Linked DNA regions of Sus scrofa: all the other regions are linked to region 3. A link is a contact called in public Hi-C and HiChIP or PLAC-seq data. All regions are on one chromosome and are shown on one strand. The core of a region is the stretch at or near the end of the contact, and the rest is flanking DNA. Distances in the headings are between cores, read along the strand shown. Region 1 holds the start of STBD1 (starch-binding domain-containing protein 1). Region 2 holds the start of SDAD1 (protein SDA1 homolog). Region 3 holds the start of NUP54 (nucleoporin p54).

Evidence for each region. A called contact is a pair of places that touch in the nucleus more often than the background predicts. HiChIP or PLAC-seq counts read pairs in DNA pulled down with a chosen protein or histone mark.
Region 1: a Hi-C map of skeletal muscle shows a contact between it and region 3, with 6 times the contacts expected there. The contact joins the promoter of STBD1 here to the promoter of NUP54 in region 3. A contact is called at or near these places in 1 of 5 promoter capture datasets (liver), 2 of 47 Hi-C or Micro-C datasets (both in skeletal muscle) and 1 of 2 datasets of contacts at active chromatin or transcription factors (skeletal muscle).
Region 2: a contact with region 3 is called in an H3K27ac HiChIP or PLAC-seq map of skeletal muscle. The contact joins the promoter of SDAD1 here to the promoter of NUP54 in region 3. A contact is called at or near these places in 1 of 5 promoter capture datasets (liver), 5 of 47 Hi-C or Micro-C datasets (brain, heart right ventricle, liver and 1 more) and 2 of 2 datasets of contacts at active chromatin or transcription factors (alveolar macrophages and skeletal muscle).

The regions. Positions count from the first base shown.
Region 1 is chr8:71,981,542-71,985,709 of Sscrofa11.1, reverse strand. It overlaps STBD1 (starch-binding domain-containing protein 1), which reads right to left and starts at 2,723. Exons shown (of 2, transcript XM_003129093.4): 1 at 1,874-2,723; 2 at 1-2. The coding sequence starts at 2,540.
Region 2 is chr8:71,645,287-71,649,304 of Sscrofa11.1, reverse strand. SDAD1 (protein SDA1 homolog) reads left to right here and starts at 2,453. Exons shown (of 22, transcript XM_003129088.4): 1 at 2,453-2,692. The coding sequence starts at 2,603.
Region 3 is chr8:71,830,168-71,834,595 of Sscrofa11.1, reverse strand. It overlaps NUP54 (nucleoporin p54), which reads left to right and starts at 1,416. Exons shown (of 12, transcript XM_003129118.6): 1 at 1,416-1,595. The coding sequence starts at 1,529.

The DNA of each region.
Region 1 (4,168 bases), core at 1,474-3,973, 150 kb before region 3:
CTCTGGAAAAACAAAAGGAAAAATGTAATAGTGTTAGGCAGTTCATGTGAGAAAACAGCTTTAGTTACTAAAGACTTCGCTGCTAATCCATCCACAGTATACAAAATCTGTCTTTGTTAAATCTGGTATTTAAATCCCAACACTGTGCGCTAAGAATAATGCATGCATACCCAATAGTAAAAGGCACATGCAGGAGTGCAATATACCAGCACAGGAGTGTAAATGAGGTGGTAAGCTGTAGAGGCGGAAGTGTAACCCTGCCATGGTCCTGGATCTCCGCAGTCCAGGCCACCCTGGCATGCAACCAAGTCAAGTTGTTTGGCTCCTGTCATCAAAAAATGTCATCCAGCCTGTGTGGCGAAGAGCTGCATGGTTACCCTGCAACCCAGAAGAGGACATTTGTACTCCCAGGAACTGTGTGCAGGCCAGGGATTGGCTCTCACATATGCGGACAGACCAGGAGCACCTGTCACTGTGGGAGACTACAAAGGAAGGCAGTGCATGGCTGGTCCAGAGCAGAGAGACAGGGGTGAGGGTAGGGGGAGAGGGCTGGATTCTCCTTGACAACCCCTCCTGGTATCTCAGGAACCTCTTCAAGAAACACAGGCCTTTTACATCCCCTCTCAAATAACTATTCTTAAGAGCACACAATCAAGCTCGCTAAAGACTCTCTTTCCTTCTTGGCCACCTAATAGTCCAAATAGCTCCCTACAAGATCAAAATCTCAAAAGCCATGCCCTCATGGGAGGTGTGGGTGTGGGGGAGGGAGATGTGGGGAAGCGGGAATGGATAGAGAGCAGTCTTGTTTCATTTTGCCTCTTTAATGGTGGGGTTGGAAGTGAGATGTAAACAAATATTACCCTGAATTCCCAATCTTTCCACCTGAAACATGAGGCTGACTTTCTGAAAAAGAAGATAAATGAGCCCTCTGCTCATCCCAAACAAATCGCAGGAAGGCACAGGGGCCGACTTTCAAGTGGCTACACACAGACACCACTCCACTAAAAATAAAGTTCGCAGATGTCATTTTCACCATTAGGCTGGAGTCCAGGCACCGGGAAGGTGAGGTTTTCTGCCAGGGCTCTTTGCCTGGTGCACAGGGTCTAAAATGTGGACATGTAAACCTAGGCGTCAGTCCTGCTTATGGGACTTGGGTCTGCTTTTGGGAGCTGGGTCCAGTGCCAAGTGTGTCTCTTCCCCAGGGTTTTAGACAACCACGCACTGTTCGTGTGATCATGGGGAAGGGCCGACAACTCGCAGTCTCAGGGCTTCATGAAGCCGAGGCCTTCGTGGCCAGAGTCCAACCTGAACTTTGCCTCCCCAACAGAAGCATCCAGATAGCGGGGGCTGCTCACTGCTCTGGCGTCCCCAAACGCGGTTCTTTTGAGGCGAAGGAGGGGAGGTCATGAGGCTATGGGATTGGGGCTGAGACTGGGTTCCTGCTCCGTCAGATACTGGAGAGGGTGGCGGGATCCCCTAACCCGAAGCATTCCTTTCCGAAGGCCCGGAAGGGGCGCCGCCGCCGCAGCCGCCCGCACTGCACCAAGCGCCGCCAAGCGGAGGAACCCAACCCCGCCGGAGGGGCAGGGGCAGGTCCCCGCGGGCTGGAGCTGAGGGCAGCGACTCAGCGGGGCGCGGCCCTGGACGAACCGCCAGGGCATCTCCTGGGCCTCGCCTCGCTGGAGGCGAGAACCCGCCCGGCGCGTGCACACCAGCTGGGGGGAAATCGGGCCGCGGGGAGGGTCCACTCCTGGGTGAGGGAAGCTAGCCCCCGGGTATGGGCCGCCACGGAACTCCAGACGGGGTTTTCCTTCCCTCGGGGAACTTCTAACCCCCCTGGTGATCTGCCCTCAAGACCAGGGAGGAAGAATACCTGGTTTGGTGACCGGCTCCCGCCTAGAAGGTCCAGGGCTCAGTCCGCCGCCGCCACCCTGATCGCCTCCCGGAGCCGCCGCCTCCCCTGAAGGAGCGTCCTTCCGCTGCTCCGCGTCCCCCTCCTTTCCCGTGTCCCGCAGCAGCCAAACGAAAAGCGCTCCGGCCAGACCCCCTCCGACCAGCAGGGCAGACCAGACGGCGCCCATGGCTGAGAGGCCGCAGCTGCGGGAGACGACGGCGATCGAGGCCCGGGCTCGGGTCACGCAGGCAGAGCCACACCTACCCAACCCGCTCCAGCCTTTTACGGTCCCTGGCCGCAGGCGCTCCCACGCGGAGCCCAGCCCTCCGCGACTAACACTCAACTTTCCCAGCCCCGCCCCACTCCCCGCCCCGGGGCTGCAGCCCCAGGCTCCGGCCCGGCGGATACGCGAGCGCCCTCCTTCTCCAACCTCTTCCCTTCCCGACCCCGCCGGTCGCCGGCGGCCGGGAGCACTGGGCGTCCGGGTCCAAGTGCGTCCCGCATGGCTGAGGACCCCAGGGCGCACGGCTTCCGCGCGCCAACCCGCGCCGGCCACGCCGCCTGCTCTTCCCGCTGCAGCTGCCCGCCAGGCCCAGCCCTGCTTGGGGCAGTTCCGGGCACCTCGCCGCCTCCTCTTTACAAACATTCAGCAGCAGCGCGGCCACATAGAAGCCGGAGCTTCCTAGAACTTCGACGCGGAAGACGCCGATGTGCGTCGGAGACGAGCGGGGCTGGGGCGGGTGAGCTGGGGTAGATCCAGAGCACAGCGGGTGCGGTAGAACTTCCATTCCGCCGCCCGTTAGCTGCACTTGGTCTCCGCAAGCCTCCGCCTTCCCACCCGGAAAAGGAAGGGATTGGGCTAAGATCATCCATCAGTAAATGCCAGTCATCTCAAACACATCCAGTCATTGCTTCTTCCTCGACCTCTTTTTGGGGTGCGTGGTTGTCACAAAATGCGCGCCCTCCAGACTGGACTGGATGTTGCCCAGAGGCAGGTTTCTGCAGACGGGTTTATTAATAAAAATTGCAAAGGCCTTTTAAGTGCTGTGGGTGTGCCTGGTGTTAATGTATTTATTTAGTTTGATTCTCACACAACCACCACCACCCTGGGAACTAAGAATTATATACATTGCTTTCTAAATTCACTCTTCTGCCAATCTGGTGGCTTTACCCACCAGCTTCAAGCTAATGATCCCCATATTTGTATCTGCAGGGAGAGCCATTTCCTTGACCTACACGCTCCTACATCCAACTGCTAAGGCCACAGCTGGCAGATATTCGCCTTGGAGTAATTACTACGATGGCTTCTCTGGTAAAACAAATCGCTCAAATGTGCCCCGTGCACGAGCAGACAGAAGTCCCTGACAGGTTGCAAGACTGGGCCAGTAGAGCTGCTGATGCTGGTGCTTTGGCTCAGGTCACAGCCCCTATCATCAAAAGGTCAGGGGGAGAGGGAAAGTGGGGAAGGAGACCAAGCCAGCTTGGGCCTGCTTTTTCGATGCTAACAGACGTCTCAAACCCAGCTCACTCAAATCTGACATGCCCAAAACTGTTCCTTGCTCCCACTTCATCCCAGGAAGTGGCGACCACATCCTTTCTCCTTGCTAAAAAGTGTCATCTTACCCTCTTTTTACCCCCACTCATTGGAGGCAGTGGCAAATTCTGGTCTTGTTTCTTCGAAATATATTCAGAATTTTACTTCTCCCTGCAGCGAGTGCCACCCTGCTCTGCCACCATTACGTTTCTCCTGGATTACTGCCATCACCTGGCCCAGGGATCCCCACTTCCACCCTTGAGTCCCTACATCATTTCAAAGCAGCAGTCTGAATGATCCTGTCTAAACACTCCCATCTTCTGGGCTTCTGCTCAAGACTCTCCAATTGCTCTACATCTCCTAGCAAAAACCTTTCAGAAGGATAGCATCTGTCCCCCAGGTCCTCTCCCAGCTCATCTCCATCTCCTCCTCCCTGGCTGAGTCATCCTTCCTGCAGATAGCCATCCAGACATCCAGCCTCTCTCCCTTTCCCTCTTCTTTTTTGCACAATGTCATCTGCCCTTGATAATCCCCATTGCAATTACATACATCCCCTTCTCCATGTGCCCTTTTCCTGCCTTATTTTTCTCCTTACCATTTAGGACACCAAATCTAATACAGTGTAGAATCCATGGATTTGTTCTGCCTAATTCCACTTTCCTCTCCTTACAATGTACTAGGAGTTGCTGCTGTGGCACAGTGGGTAAATGATCTGACTTGTGTCTGTGGCATTGCCGGTT
Region 2 (4,018 bases), core at 1,204-3,703, 190 kb after region 3:
AGTATTCTCATCTATCAAAAAAAAAAAAATCCTGCTTCAGGGTGTTTAGGGGTAAAATGAGTGACCTATATACCCTTCTTAGATTAGCTTGTGAAGGCTTTTACCATCAGAACCAAATACTCTCACCTGACTCATTTTCCTCAGCATCTTCCCTGCCGCACTCCCCACCCCCAACCTTCAGTCACACCAGACTTTGTCAAGCATTTGCCCCTTTACGTTGGCTATTTTCTTTATGTAGAAGACTTTCTTTCGCTCCTCCTTTCAGAATTTCAATCTATTAGTACCATGACTGTAAGATTCTGATCCTCTGGGTTAGGATGTCTTCTCTATTGCTTCCACTGCTGTATTATAGGAACATGTTTATTCATTTTAAGAGTGTTTGTCTATTTCTCTCCTTTATTAGTTTCCTTAGGGCAAATGCCCATGCCTTATTTATTTTTGTATTCAAAGTATTTACCCTAGTGCCTGATATACAGACTGTGAGTAAAAGCTTGCCACATGGCCTGAATATTTTATTCATAAGTCACATTTTAGTGACTTAGTACATAAGTACAACATTCATAGTACATAAGCTTATGATTTTGATGGGAATTACATTAAATAATTTCAATATCTTTTGTTTTGAGAATGCTTTTTATCCTCACTGATCCAATCGACCAAATTTTTTAAATTTAAAATCTGAGTGGGCTTTTTAAAAAAAAAGATTTATTGCTTATATTTACACCTTAATAACCTCACAAGTACCTGATTCAATGATTAATAAACAAATAATCATTATCCAAATGTTGCTGAAAAACTCAACGTGGTTTGAACATTATTCTTGATTTTGCTTGTGCCTCCATGTGATTACTAAGTTGTCTTGTTTTTGGCTCATTCCAACGTGGCCACAGATGACCTGGACCAAAGCTGGTGTCTGTGAAATTGCTTATGTTAAGCAGGGAAATACTACTGTCCATCTACTGGTGCCAGACCAGCTTAGCAGCTGACAACTATCAGGCTACTTTTTTCTACAGGCTACAATCAAGACTGCCTGGATTGAACTCTCAGCTTCCTCACCTGCTATGAACTTAGGCAGTCAACATGTCTGTGCCTGTTTCCTCATCTGCAAAGTGCAGATAATTATAGTGCTTATTTTAGAGGGCTGGTCTCAGGATTAAGTACAAGTCAAGTGCTTGGAAGAGTGCTTGACACAGGGTGAGTGATCAAGTGTCTATATTAACAACACCCTATTTCATTAATTCATTCCCCCAGTACTTATCAGTTTCTGCTGTACAGAAGTGACCCGTCATATATAAATATATATATATACACATTCTTTTTCTCACATCATCCATCATGTTCCATCACAAGTGATGAGATACAGCTCCCTGTGCTATACAGCAGGATCTCATTGCTTATCCACTCCAAATGCAGTAATTTGCATCTACTAACCAATAGCTGGTTTTTTAACTTTTTTTTTTTTTTGTCTTTTTAGTGCTGCACTCATTGCATATGAAGATTCCCATGTTAGGGGTCAAATCTGAGCTGGCAGGCCTATGCCAGAGCCACAGCAACGCTGGATCAGAGCTGCCTCTGCGATCTACACCACAGCTCACGCACAGCAAAGCCAGATCCTTCACCCACTGAGTGAGGCCAGGGATTAAAACCCGCTAGTTGGGTTAGTTAACTGCTGAGCCACGACGGGAACTCCAACAGTTGGTTCTTAAATACAAATTCATTTGCATTTTAAATCAATGGATACGACCACATTTTACTCAGACCACCGTTTTCCCTCCTTGTCTGTGTCAGGCTGGGTAGAAACAATTAAAAACAAAACAAAAACAGGTATTTTAAATTATATAGGAAAACTAATTTACACCCCACATTGATATTTTTCCCCTTCTCTAAAATAGGATAGTGCTATCTATTCTCAACGGATATTTTTAGTTTCTAACTTTAAGGCTTTGGGATTTTAAAAAGGAAAAAAAATCTATTCTCATGTCTGTTTCATAAGGAATGTTGGGATAATGAAATAAGTTACTGGGGGAGTTCCCGTCGTGGCGCAGTGGTTAACGAATCCGACTAGGAACCATGAGGTTGCGGGTTCGGTCCCTGCCCTTGCTCAGTGGGTTAACGATCCAGCGTTGCTGTGAGCTGTGGTGTAGGTTGCAGACGCGGCTCGGATCCAGCGTTGCTGTGGCTCTGGCGTAGGCTGGTGGCTGCAGCTCCGATTCAACCCCTAGCCTGGGAACCTCCATATGCCGCGGGAACGGCCCAAGAAATAGCAAAAAAAAAAAAAAAGACACACAAAAAAAAAGTTACTGTGTGAACAAAATATTCGCATTTCAGATTACTTAAACGTTGGCTGGGGCGGGGTGGGGGAAAAGAAATCTTGCATAAATCACAATGGAGCATTTCGGCACTGAGAGCAAGTTTGACACTCTGAGGCTCCCGTAGTCAAGCTCTCTTTAGGAGCCAAGATGGCGCCGCCTGCTGAGCTTCCCATGTGCTGTTTCCGGTCATACACGGAAGCGCGATTCCTGGCGGTAGCTGAGGCGGTAGGCGGTTGCCAGCCGTGTGGGTTCTCTTAAATTGCTCGCTGCGTAGCCAGTCAGCAGCGAACATGTCTAGCAGAAACAATAATAAGCTGCCCAGCAACCTGCCGCAGTTACAGAATCTTATCAAGCGGGACCCGCCGGCCTACATCGAGGAGGTAGGAATGCGGTGCGGGGACGCTAGAGGCCCGGGCGCGGTGGTAGGGACGCTGGCTGGAGGGAGGCGTGGAGCGGAGCTGGGATCCTGATTCGCCTCACGTCCTCTTATCCTCGAAAGGAGGAAAGGGATGAAGGGAGAGACATGTGTTATAGTTCGTTCCTCACTCTTAGAATTCTGCTCCTGCTCGGTAGACCCCGCTGTCACAGAAACACCCTTTAAAAGAACTCATTTTGCTTTAGGGGGAGAGCCAAATGGTCCACCCCCAACCTCTGACTTTCAAGCAAGTTTCTCAGCCTTTTCTTTTCTGAAACCCCTAAATTGAACTTGATGAAACTTAAGTTAGAATGCTTTTCGACCGACGTCTGTTTGCGGGAGCCCGCGCTCTTTGCAGCACTGTGTTGGGAAGCAGAGGGATTCTTGGGTATAAGGGACAGGCCGGGAATTAGCATATCTAGTAAAAACAGAACTCAGTCTCATAGGAAGCTGGCATGACCTGGGCGTCGGAATTTATCTCTAGAATGAAGTTGAAAATTAGATTAGGTTCAGATTGTAAGAGACTTTGTATACCGACCTCATACGAATTGTGAGCATTAAGGGTGTTTGACAAAATGAACGTGGTGGCTTGGCAGGTGCTTTTTCTTTTTTTAAATTTTTTCACTTTAATTAAGGTATATTTGATTTACAGTCTTGTGTCACTTTCTGCTGTTACAGCAGAGTGAGCCAGTCATACATATGTATACATTCCTTTTCTTATATTCCTTCATGGTCTATCCCAAGAAACTGGATATAGTTTCCTGTGCTATTTACTAGGACCTCATTGCTTATCCATTATAAATGTAAAAATGGCAATTGCTTTGTCAGGACACCTATTTGACAGGCATTAAAAAGATTTGCTGCAATTACTTGTCTGTGCTTCTTACTGGAATGTGATTTGTTCAATGGCTGAAACAATTATTCTTTTTTCTTCTTTTTTGGCTGCCCCGTGGCATATGGAGTTCCTGGGCCAGGGATCAAGCCCAGTTGCCACCTCTACAGTTGGGACCTACACTGCGGCAATTCAGGATGCTTAATCCACTGTGCCAGGCTGGGGCCGGAGACTGCGCCTCAGGTCTTCAGAGACTCAGACAATCCCATTGTGCCACACCAGGACCACAGTCATTCATCTTTTGATCGACCTTCTCCTCCATATTTTCACATACAAATATTTATGTCAATGCTTTTTTTTTGTCTTTTTTTTTTTTTTTTTAGGGCTGCACCCTCAGCATATGGAGGTTCCCAGGTTAGAGGTCAAATTGGAGCTACAGCTGCCAGCCTCCGCCACAGC
Region 3 (4,428 bases), core at 167-2,666:
GGGACCAGGGACTCTTGCGGGACAGCTTCTTCTTCGCCTCTCCATACCCCATCAATCATCAAGTCCGCCTGCTCATCTCAGCCTCCGTTCCTGCTGTCCTCATCCATCAATCAGCCTTCTCACTAGGACCAAGGACCACTATTAGCATTATTTAATTTTTTTGTTAGGTAAACCATTTACATTTTCAAAAACTATAAGAGGTGTTTATACTGCAGAGTCTTCATCCATCTCCTTGCCACCCAATTCATCTTTTCAGAGGCAACCAAAGCTGGAGTTCCCGTCATGGCTCAGTGGTTAATGAATCCGACTAGGAACCATGAGGTTGCAGGGTTCCATCCCTGGCCTCTCTCAGTGAGTTAAGGATCCGGAGTTGCCGTGAGCTGTGGTGTAGGTCACAGACGTGGCTTGGATCTGGTGTTGCTGTGGCTCAGGTGTAGGCCAGCAGCAATAGCTCCGATTGGACCCCTAGCCTGGGAACCTCCATATGCCTCGGGTGCCACCTTAGAAAAGACAAAAAACAAAAACAGAGGCAACCACTGCTATTCATTTTTAAAATGTATCTTTCCAGGAATATTGTATATGAATGTGGGTAATTATATATTCAGGCCCTCCTTTTTTCCCAAATTGTAGAATACCATGTACTGTGCTCTAAATTGTGTTTGTATCATTTACTTTTAAGATCTTTCTTTTCTGTACCTGAAGAGCTTGAGTGTTCCCACTGCATAGCTGAATAGTATTCCTTTGTATGAATGCAACTATTTAAGCAAACTGAGGTTTGTTTCGAATCATTTGTTATAAAAAATGCTGGAACAGGTAACCTTGCAGGCCACTAATTTTGCCAAATCATTTACAAGATCAATTCCTAGAAACAGCATTGCTAGATCCAAGGACAACTATGATTTTGATAGACACAATGGTTTGTTTTTATTTTTATTAAAGTTATACAAGCATATAAATAGAAGAATCAAATAATTCTACAAAGTTTCTACTAAGAATTCTAAAACAAAACGAAACAGAAACACCCAAAGCTACTTGGATATCATTCTCAGAGGCACTTTTAGCCTGTTTTTTTTTTTTTTTTCCCACTACTACCCCACGGCTCTAAGTGACAAACAAGCTGTTTCGTGAGTTTTCAGTTTTGATAACCACTGACTCTCCACTGGGAAGAACGAGGATTTAGCTTTCTCTGCTACCCTGCCTTCATTGCACACTTGTAGTCAGCCTTTTGCGCATCTTCTCCAAGAGTCCTCGGGCCGCACGCCGGGGTGAGCTTTCCAGCGTGTCACGCTGGTTGTGACGCCCCACGCCGCGTGGAGCCGCCAGGTCCCGGAAGCTAGCCAGCCAGGGGCGTTCCCTCTCCATCCTCCGCCCCCTACGCTTTTCGAACGTTCCGGCCTCTTAGGCTGGGTCAGAAAGGGGCGGAACTCCGTACTCCTGGCGCGGTTTCCCTGCCGGATCGAAAAGCCAAGCGCACCAAGTGTCGCGGGAGCAGGCCCGCAGCAGCACCTTGGTCCCCTGCTCCCGCGACATGGCTTTCAACTTTGCGGCTCCCTCGGGCAGCTCAGGTACCGCTGCAGCCACCGCAGCCCCCGCGGGTGAGTCATTCCCCCCAGACCTTCTCCCGGGGAAAAGGGGAGGCCTTGGGTCCGAGACTCTTGAGCTTGGGGGAACCTGGGGTCTCCTGCCCGCGCGCAGATTTTAGGGGCTTTGGAAAAGGCAGGCGGCGGCCGAGCGGGCCGAGACGGCTCCTGAGGAGGCCACGCGGGGGATAGAGGCCCAGCTGGGAGCTCGCGTGCATCGGGTGGGTCCCCGCATGGCCCACCCCTTCTAGCGCTCGCTTCCCGCCACCGGGGAGACGGATTCCAAGAGGCTGGAGGCGGCTCCTCGCTCCCTTTGCCGGGCCCGCCCTCTCATCCCCTCCCCTTCCCGGGCTCCGGGACCGGCGGGCGCGCTCGGGTGCTTCCCGCTGCTGGGCGGCGAGGGTAGCGCTGGAGAACCTCCGGGCTGCTCTGCGGCTCCCTCGGCCCTGGCCCCTCTGGCTCTTGCTGCGGGACTGCACGTACCTGCTCCTTCTCCTGCCCCGCCTCCTCCGCTTTCTTAATTCGTTTGGAGCCAAGTCAGGGTTTGTCTTTGTTCACTCTGTGAAACCTCCTGCTGACTCTTCTAATCCTTATCTTGCTTTCTTTTCTTTTTCTTCTTCCTTCTTTCCCCTCTCCCCTTTTAAAATTTTCTTTGCCTACACGCCTATCAGGATTTGGTGGGCTTGAGACTGCCAACTCCACCGCCAGTGGGTTTAATTTTGGGGGTTTCGGATTAACTGCTAATCCTGCAGTGAACTTTAATATTGGGAATTTCGGTGTTTCTACTACTTCGGCGACTCCTTTCAATTTTGGTAACAGTCTGGCAAGTGCAGGTAGATATGCGGGCCGTCTGTGTAACGAATGTTGGGAGCTGGAGTCCAAGAATATTTTGTAGTTGCTAGAGTTTGGGAAAGAACAGTGACTTGTCTAATAAGGAAAGGAAATTAGTTTCCTAATGTCGATTTAAAAACATTTGTATCAAGTTTTGACTCTTAAAAAGATTTGATTTTGAGAAACCTTTCAAGTTATTATCTTCGTCTGTTAAATTTGCATTTAATTGAACAGACTGTACCTTCCAAGTGATAAGAATTTGGAGTACGTTATTATTGGGAATAGAATACATCTTCCAAATTATTAGATATCTCTTTTAAAGTATAAGATCAACAGTCAGACCCATTTTCCTGAAATTCTTGGACTTCTGCGGTCGTTTTTTTCTCCACTTTTCCTGCACCTTTCATTGGAATTTCATTTGATTGTCTTTGTGTTTCCTGAGAGAAACAAGTCTTATACGAACAGCAGCAACCTGTCTTGTTTTTTAACCTGTGTAACAATAATTATTTTTTTGGTCAACTAAGCAGATGAGGATACATTTCTATAAGATAATGTAATTATTGAAAGAACCTCCAAGTCTTAAGTGGATTTTTTGAGAAGTGATCAGAGAGTATCTTAATTTGTCAGATAACATTGAGTTCTAAAAGGTAGGCTAGACATCTTTGCACTCAAAAAGCTAATTATGAAGATTTTGGTAACTATATGGATTGTTTGAAGCTCATTGCAAATTGTGCAAAATACAAACTATTCTCTGTGTGTGTATATTTATTTATATACATAAATTTAAAACAGGTATGTGTACCTCGCCTACAGTGACCCTATAGAAAAAGTCTTGTTCCTCAGCTGCTCGTATATGAATTTATTGTCCATATTCTCTTACATTCCACTGTGTATGCCCATGCCAATTATATGCATTTGGTAAACATGTCTTTTCCATGAGACTTATTTGAGAAATTTGGCATTTTGTGCAATCACTTTTTTTTTTTTTTGCAATTTGCATTCAATTTGAAAAAGTTTTGAAGGATACTTGAAAATTCCAAAGATGAAATAATCCATTATCATTAAGGTATATTTAAAATGATCACACATCACTGTTGTTTGGTATGTTTACTTTCCCCTCTTTGCTTAAAATTGGCACTGGGTAAAAGAGAAACATTGTTTTGAAATTTATGTTTCCAAACAAACCTACCCAGCTCTTGATTCAACAATAAATAAACCTTTGGTATTTGCTTGATTTCATGTTCATTTGGAGTTATTACTGTTCAGTTCTGAGTTGCGATAATATAACTGTGTTTTAACGACTTTTATGTACATTAACTTAGTCTTCAGCAATAGGACTGATAGACATTCTTGTTTACTTTTTTTTATCCTTGCAGATCCATTATTACTAATAAACATTTTTCGTATTAGGAGTATGTTAGGATAGTTACTAATGTTTTTATTGCATAGCCAATTCAGAATATATCTTAGTTTTTCTATGAAATTTATAAGTAATGAAAAAGATTAGGAACAATGTTCAGTATGTTAGGTGGTACTTATCAAATTGTTTACAATTTGTAGTATTGCAGTAGAACCTACAAGTAGTAGAATATTTGGTTGTGCCTGCATGCAACATGTAGTCTATTCTTGAATAATTTTCTAAGACAGAATTATGTGATTACCACCAATGGGTTGAGTCTTCATTTTCCTTCTTATATTTTGTGTTACAATATTGACAAATCTGTCTCTTATGCCAGAAATACATGAGATTAAAGGTTAGAATCCCAGAAGTCTGTGGCATAACTCAGGGAGCACTAATGGTTCAAACATTTGTCTTTAAAGTTTACCACTGGCACCACATTGGTAGTCAGGTGATGGCTGATAGTAAGGGGGAAAACCCCCACAATTTTAGATTGATTAGCATTTTATTCCATTCATGTTGTTAGATATGGTTAAAATTAATTTTGTCCCTAGATTATGTAAAAATGAAACTGGTGTATTGGCCACCGTTACTCAACTGTGGTGCAGAGCCTTGTGA